2 separate regions of the Mus musculus genome follow, and region 2 is linked to region 1. A link is a contact called in public HiChIP or PLAC-seq data. All regions are on one chromosome and are shown on one strand. Each heading gives the region's core, a stretch centred on a gene start, on an enhancer-like site or on the middle of the called end of the contact. The rest is flanking DNA. Distances are from core to core; before and after follow the strand shown.

Region 1 (3,867 bases), core at 99-2,598:
AAATAAATGTCAAATAAGTTACATGGAGATTCTGTGAAGCACAGAATTTGCAAGTAGCTGAAGACAGCTGAGGGATAATGCAAAGGGGGGGTGGGGAGGGTGAGCAAGAATGGAGCCAGAGTGATAAACTTAAAAGGAGCCGCAGAGCAGAAGGAGCATCATAAATAATCATATTTCCCAATAAGAATACCATATCAACCCCGTGACCTGGATACAGCACCAACCTCCTGAGATATTTCCAGCACTCTGATGCACACAAAATGCAATTTTCAGCTCAGGCATTTTATTTCTCAGTGTAAACAACCTTTGGGTTTTTAAAATACATATCTGGAAACTGTTTTCATAAATAATGTATGTATTATAAAAATTTGACTTGTAAACTATTGAGTCCATGTCTCCTCAGAACTCATTGTGAAAACTCACTATGGGTAGATAGTACTCTATTGGAAGAATTCGCTAGGCGAAGGCTACCAATTTTACCCAAGCTATCAATTTTGCCCAAAATAAATAGGATTTTTTTAAGTGCAAGGCTATATATATATATATATATATATATATATATATGGAACAATTTTGCTCAAGCTAAAGAAAGGGCTGAAATAAGGTAGAATTTTTTTGCTAATTAGTTCCAAACTCTGAGGTGTTCCTTTAAATCTTGCTAATTAAGAGAAATCGGGAGTGCAAGATAGGCCCCTTTCTTATCTTCAAAGAGTAAAGATGAAAGAAAGCAGAAAATGAAACCTCTCCACTTGGGCTGTTCTTTAAAACAGAGCTCCAAGAAAATCGGCTTGCTGCTCCTTGGAGGAGAAAAGACCCGCCGAGGGGGAGGGGGTGTGTGCATAATTAGAAGCAAGTTTCCCCATTTTATTAAATTCCTCCACCGACAAAATTCACTTGGAGGTATTTTAAGTGAAACCAGCAGTTAAGGAACCCTGAAAAAAGCAAGATGATTACATGTTTGTAGCAGAAGAAAAGATCAATTAAGAAAACAAGAACTATTTAATGTGCCATATATAAATACAGGCGACCAGAAGTTGATTTAAAGTTTTTTTCTTCCTTTCTTTTTCCTTCCCTCCCGGTCTCCCCACCCCCACACCGCTCTCCTGCTGTAATTTGTCTCCCCTTTGTCGCGGCACGCTTGGAGAAAGTGGATGGAGATGGAGGAGGGGCGGGAGGGCTGAACCCCACCCCCGGCCGCGCTCCCGCGCCCCTAGCGGGTCCCCAACCCGCGCCCGCCACCCTCCCGCTCCCACCCTCCACGCGCGCCCTCCCTCGCTCCGGTGACTCCAGCAGCTTCGGATTTGGAAGCTCGCTGATTGGCTGGAAGCGATTCAACACACGCCAGGCAAAGAGCTTTGTCTGAGTTGAAGTGAAGTTGTAGAGATTTTCAGACTGGAGTCAGCAATCACCGGTGTTTAGTCTGCAGCGGAGCAGAGAAAAGGAAAGGGGGGAAAATCAAGAATCGCCCGGGAAACACAGACTGCAGACTCCGCCAGCACCCTGCAATAGATGGGGACGGAGTCCACGCGGGGAGCCAGGCCGAGGTGACACGCTGCTCCCAGCCAGGAGGACCAGCGGCCACCCCTACCAGGAAGGGACTTCACGCTCCTATCTGGAAGTCGCCAAACGGTGTGTATGAAAACTGAAGTTTGCGAGCTGTTTAATTGCTGTGTGATTAAGAGTCGCTTTCAAGACTCTGAGACCCGATGTGGCTTAGAGCTCTGAGTGGCTGGGAGGAAGTTGAAGGGATTGCTGGGCTCTTCTAACTCGCCCTGAGAAGGGAATCTAGCAACTGACCAATGCACCAAATGAATACTAAAATGCACTTTAGATTTGCACTTGCACTTCTGATGGCGTTTTTCAGCCACGATGTCCTGGCTAAGAATCTGAAATACAGGATTTATGAGGAGCAGAGGGTCGGATCGGTAATTGCTAGACTATCAGAAGATGTGGCTGATGTTTTATTGAAGCTACCAAATCCTTCTGCTGTTCGTTTTCGAGCCATGCCACGGGGGAATTCTCCTCTCCTGGTCGTAAATGAGAATACCGGAGAAATCAGCATAGGGGCTAAAATTGACCGCGAGCAACTATGCCAAAAAAACTTGAACTGTTCGATAGAGTTTGATGTGCTCACTCTGCCGACCGAGCATCTGCAGCTGTTCCACATTGAAGTGGACGTGCTGGACATTAATGACAATTCCCCCCAATTCTCGAGACCCGTCATTCCCATTGAGATATCGGAGAGCGCAGCAGTTGGGACTCGTATCCCCCTGGACAGTGCGTTCGACCCAGATGTTGGGGAAAATTCCCTCCACACCTACTCGCTCTCTGCTAATGATTATTTTAATATCGAAGTGCGAACCAGGACAGACGGGGCCAAGTACGCTGAACTCATAGTGGTGAAAGAGTTGGATCGGGAGCTGAAGGCTAGCTACGAGCTTCAGCTCACCGCCTCCGACATGGGAGTGCCTCAGAGGTCTGGCTCCTCCATCCTGAAAATCAGCATTTCGGATTCCAACGACAACAGCCCGGCCTTTGAGCAGCCTTCTTACACAATACAACTCTTAGAAAACTCCCCAGTTGGAACCTTGCTCCTTGATCTAAATGCCACCGATCCAGATGAGGGCGCTAATGGGAGAATTGTGTATTCTTTCAGCAGTCATGTGTCTCCCAAAATTATAGAGACTTTTAAGATCGACTCAGAAAAAGGCCACTTGACTCTTTTCAAGCCAGTGGATTATGAAATCACCAAGTCCTATGAGATAGACGTTCAAGCCCAAGATTTGGGTCCCAATTCCATTCCTGCTCATTGCAAAATTATAATTAAGGTTGTGGATGTCAATGACAATAAACCTGAAATTAGCATAAATCTCATGTCCCCTGGAAAAGAAGAAGTATCTTATGTCTTTGAAGGGGATCCCATTGATACATTCGTTGCTATCGTCAGGGTTCAAGACAAGGATTCTGGGCTGAATGGGGAAATAATCTGTAAGCTTCATGGGCATGGACATTTTAAACTTCAGAAGACATATGAAAATAACTACTTGATCTTGACCAATGCCACTCTGGATAGAGAAAAGAGATCTGAGTATAGTTTGACTGTGATTGCTGAGGACAAGGGAACACCAAGCCTCTCCTCAGTGAGACATTTTACTGTTCAAATCAATGACATAAATGACAATCCACCTCGCTTCCAGAGGAGCCGATATGAATTTGTCATCTCAGAGAATAATTCACCAGGGGCGTATATCACCACAGTTACAGCCACTGATCCAGATCTTGGTGAAAACGGACATGTGACATACACCATTTTGGAGAGTTTTGTCTTGGGAAGTTCCATCACCACGTATGTAACCATTGACCCCTCTAATGGCGCCATCTATGCCCTCAGGATCTTTGATCATGAAGAAGTGAGTCAGATCACTTTTGTGGTGGAAGCCAGGGATGGAGGGAGTCAGAAGCAACTCTCCAGCAACACCACCGTTGTGCTGACCATCATTGATGAGAATGACAATGTCCCTGTGGTTATAGGGCCTGCAATGCACAATAATACTGCAGAAATATCCATCCCCAAAGGAGCTGAAAGTGGTTTTCATGTCACAAGAATAAGGGTGGTCGACAGGGACTCTGGTGCCAATGCTGAATTCAGCTGCTCCATAGTATCTGGTAATGAGGAAAACATCTTTATCATGGACCCTAGGTCATGTGACATTCATACCAACGTCAGCATGGAATCCATTCCCTCTGCGGAATGGGCACTCTCAGTTATCATCCAGGACAAGGGCAGTCCTCCTCTGCACACCAAAGTCCTTCTGAGGTGCATGGTCTTTGACTATGCAGAATCTGTGACAAGCACAGCCATGACCT
Region 2 (3,936 bases), core at 460-2,959, 610 kb before region 1:
TGCCTAGACAAAAATGGTACCCTGTGTTCTCTGCGTTCCTCACGTCTGGCTAAGTTCTTTACCATGGCATTGCGATGTTGAACCTTGGGGAAGGTGATGGCTGTATTTTGTACAAATGGTGAATACTTAAAAGGGCAAGGTGGTTTTGATACACAGATGCTGAGTGGTGAGTTGTGAGCACAGCATAGAGATGTATCTTTGAATTCCTTGGCACGAGTGTACAAACATGTGATGTGTGAGATAAAGCAGGTTCCACAGCGAAGTGAGCTCCCTCTTGGGAGAGTGCTGCTGCAACAAACTCATTGCTCGATGGTATTTGTGCGCTATTTGTAGGACTGGAAAAGCACAGTGGAACAAATGTACTTCCCGATGGGAATTCTTGTTCATCTTTTTGTATGGATGCATTGGTGCAGTATGATGTCACAAAAATTTGCATTGTTGAATTACATTTCATTTGCGGAGCTGGCCACTTGTTAATGCTTCTAGCTGCTTCTCTATATGTCTGTGTTTGTATATTTTTACTTGAAAATACTTCAAATGGACATTTGAATAAATATTTCATAGTTTACATATTAAGCATCATGTTTCTTTTCTATAATAAATACTGCTTTAAGCTGAAGCTGGCGCTTTTTATGATTTTTTTTTTGTCTCATTGATTGTCTGCATGTGTTGAACTATTTCTTGGCACTAATTTGCTGTATGTAAAGTAACAGTGTAGGCAGGTCCCATCTCTCCAGCATCTTCAGAGTACATGTCTGTCTAGCTTCTGCTCTCATTTACCTAATGTGTTATTTTCACCTGTAGGACAAAGTCTTTTCATTTGTGACCTTTGACAAGAGTATCATTTCTTGTTTCTTTCTAATCCAAAACTGTGTTTCACGAGAATATTCTTTGTGAAACTGAAATCAGGTCACATCTTCAAAACTGTCTCCCATTTATTTACTTGTTTCTGAATGAACCTGAAACTTTTTTATATAGTATGTAGGGCTTGCCACAGTGTGTAGGGCTTTTCATAGTGTATAGGGTTTTCTATAATGTGTAGGGATTCCCATTGTGTGTGTGTGTGTGTGTGTTTTTTTCCATAACATAGGGCTTTCCATAGTGTATAAAAAGTCTTACACAATTCTAAGTATAGGGATTTACCAAATAGGCATTTTGATCAAATATTTACTACTAATAGAAATTTTATTCAAAAACAATTATTAGGTACATTTATGACTTTACCATAAAATGTAAAGATGAAAGCAAATTGCATATGAATAAGCAGATATGCTTCTTTATTTTTTAGTCTAAAAAAATCTTGCTAAAATATTTGATATTGCAGAATGTAGAGGATCTTCAGTATGTTTCAGAATTGTCTGTTGATTTGAGTCTATAAACACCAAAACTGAGAGAGACAGACATTTTACATAAGCACATGTGACTACAAGGTAGAAACAAACTTAAGGACACACTAGAAATCCTAGCTTAATCCCAAGCAGGTGTTACTGATTGTTTTTAAAAGAAAAAAAATGTGAGTCCACAATTTTGAAAATCAAATATTTTAATGCAGTCCAAGTTTAAGCTTTCATAATAAAGCCATTATATTTCCAGAATGGCAAAGCTGTGTGCGCAGAGCAAAAGCACTGTATTTCGTAGCCTAGAGCAGTCCCAGTCCTGAGCTGAGTTGTTTCAGAAAGCAGGAGCTGGTGTTGTATGAGGTGACAGAATGGGATATGTTGTGTGCTCAGAACCAAGCCTGCAGTGAGGTGGAGTGAGGCAGCCTGAGGGTGCTGCCCAGCTCACGATGAATGGGATTCATTGTGTATTTTGTTTTGAATTATTTTCTGATCATAGTGCAGTCAGAAAAACTTTTACTCCTGCCAAGTTTTTCCATAATCACCACATCTGGTTATGTGACAATACATGGAATTGAAACCACAGTTTAAGAAATTAGGGAGGAGAGCATAGGAAATACTCAGCAATGTTTATTCCATATATAAAAGTAAAAGTATGGCCAGCTGCTCCAAGGATGGTTCGACATACACAAATCAATAGCGTAATATCTAAAAATTAATGTGCCTAATTTCAAACTACGTGATAGTGTGAAGAGATGTAAAAAAGACCTTTGATAAAATTCAACATTGCTTCATTATAAAAGACATGGAGATATTAGGGACAGAGAGTCCATTTCAACAGAGCCATGGTTGTGTGCAATAAAGCAGTTGTCAGCATCCTGTTAGGTGGGGAAAAACATTTCCACTAACGTTAGGATCAAGACAAGGATAAGCACTCTCCTCTTGTGTTCATTGTACTGTCTGAAGTCTTACCTAGAGTAGTATGACAAGAGACAGAAATAAAGAGAATATATATAGGAAAAGGAGAAGTAAAAAATGAATGGATGATATGGTTCTGTGCACTAAAGACTCCTCGCAAAACACATGAAGCTCAATAAGAAGGAAGACTAAAGTGTGGAAGGGGGAAACATCATCCTGAGTGAGGTAACCCAATCACAAAAGAACTCACACAATATGTACTCACTGATAAGTGGATATTAGCCCAGAAACTTAGAATACCCAAGATATAAGATACAATTTGCTAAACGCATGAAACTCAAGAAAAATGAAGACCAAAGTGTGGACACTTTGCCCCTTCTTAGAATTGGAAACAAAACACCCATGGAAAGAGTTACAGAGACAAAGTTTGGAGCTGAGACAAAAGGATGGACCATCTAGAGACTGCCATATCCAGGGATCCATCCCATAATCATCTTCCAAACGCTGACACCATTGCATACACTAGCAAGATTTTGCTGAAAGGACCCAGATATGGCTGTCTCTTGTGAGACCATGTTGGGGCCTAGCAAACACAGAAGTGGATGCTCACAGTCAGCTATTGGATGGATCACAGGGCTCCTAATGGAGGAGCTAGAGAAAGTACCCAAGGAGCTAAAGGGGTCTACAACCCTATAGGTGGAACAACAATATGAACTAACCAATACCTGCCCGGAGCTCTTGTCTCTAGCTGCATATGAATCAGATGATGGCCTAGCGGGCCATCAGTGGAAAGAGAGGCCCATTGGACTTGCAAACTTTATATGCCCCAGTACAGGGGAATGCCAGAGCCAAGAAGTGGGAGTGGGTGGGTAGGGGAGTGGGTGGGGGAGTGTGTGGGGGACTTTTGGGATAGCATTGGAAATGTAAATGAAATAAATACCCAATTAAAAAAAAAGAAGGGGGAACACAATACCCATGGAATGAGTAACAGAAACAAAGTGTAAAGCAGAGACTGAAGGAATGACCATCCAGAGACTGCCCTGTGGGGAGCGGGTGTGGCGGCAGTCCCAAAGGCGCCAGAGACTGCAGCTAAGTCATATGACTTGCACCTGACTTCCTCATATAAGACACAAACATCTTGAGTGCTGCGCAGGTGTACCAGGATTCAGGTGAATCCAATTTGGTGGAGATTTGCCCCTGCTGCCCTGATTAGCTGAAGCTGCGTGCCTGGTGAGGTGGCGTGGCCTGCTGTGCGTGGATGGGAACTGAGAGTATATAAGAGTGAGAGGCCCGGGTTAGAGGGAGGATTATTATTCGAGAGAGGATTGTTATTATTGGGAGATATAAACAAGGGAGATATAAACAAGGGAGATATATGGAGAAAGAAGAAATAGGACTGAATAAATGTGTGCAGAAGGATCCTGTAGCAGCGTCGTTCTTGCTGGCGAGTTGGGGGCGCGCGCAAGACTGCCCCACCTGGGATCCATCCCATAAACAACCACCAAACCCAGACACTATTGTGGATGCCAACAAGTGCTTGCTGACAGGAGCCTGATACAGCTGTCTCCTGAGAGGCTCTGCTAGTGCCTAACAAATACAGAAGTGGATGCTCACAGTCATCCATTGGACTGAGCACAGGGTCCCAGTGAAGAAGCTGGAGAAAGTACCCAAGGAGCTGAAG

Evidence for each region. HiChIP or PLAC-seq counts read pairs in DNA pulled down with a chosen protein or histone mark.
Region 2: a contact with region 1 is called in an H3K4me3 HiChIP or PLAC-seq map of embryonic limb bud, with 3 times the contacts expected there. The contact joins the enhancer-like site here to the promoter of Pcdh18 in region 1. A contact is called at or near these places in 3 of 39 promoter capture datasets (cranial neural crest, embryonic stem cells and second pharyngeal arch cranial neural crest), 4 of 484 Hi-C or Micro-C datasets (granulosa cells, nephron progenitors, neural progenitor cells and 1 more) and 4 of 115 datasets of contacts at active chromatin or transcription factors (astrocytes, craniofacial prominence, embryonic forebrain and 1 more).

The regions. Positions count from the first base shown.
Region 1 is chr3:49,754,797-49,758,663 of GRCm38.p6, reverse strand. Pcdh18 (protocadherin 18) reads left to right here and starts at 1,348. Exons shown (of 4, transcript NM_130448.3): 1 at 1,348-3,867. The coding sequence starts at 1,800.
Region 2 is chr3:50,361,619-50,365,554 of GRCm38.p6, reverse strand. It overlaps Slc7a11 (solute carrier family 7 (cationic amino acid transporter, y+ system), member 11), which reads left to right. Exons shown (of 12, transcript NM_011990.2): 12 at 1-619. Among named protein-coding and RNA genes, the nearest start is that of Slc7a11, 80 kb to the left of the region's middle. Within about 2 kb of position 1,709, at least 6 of the 459 cell types and tissues checked have an H3K27ac peak or open chromatin away from gene starts, as enhancers often do. A contact at or near this core is called in embryonic limb bud, where this site is marked.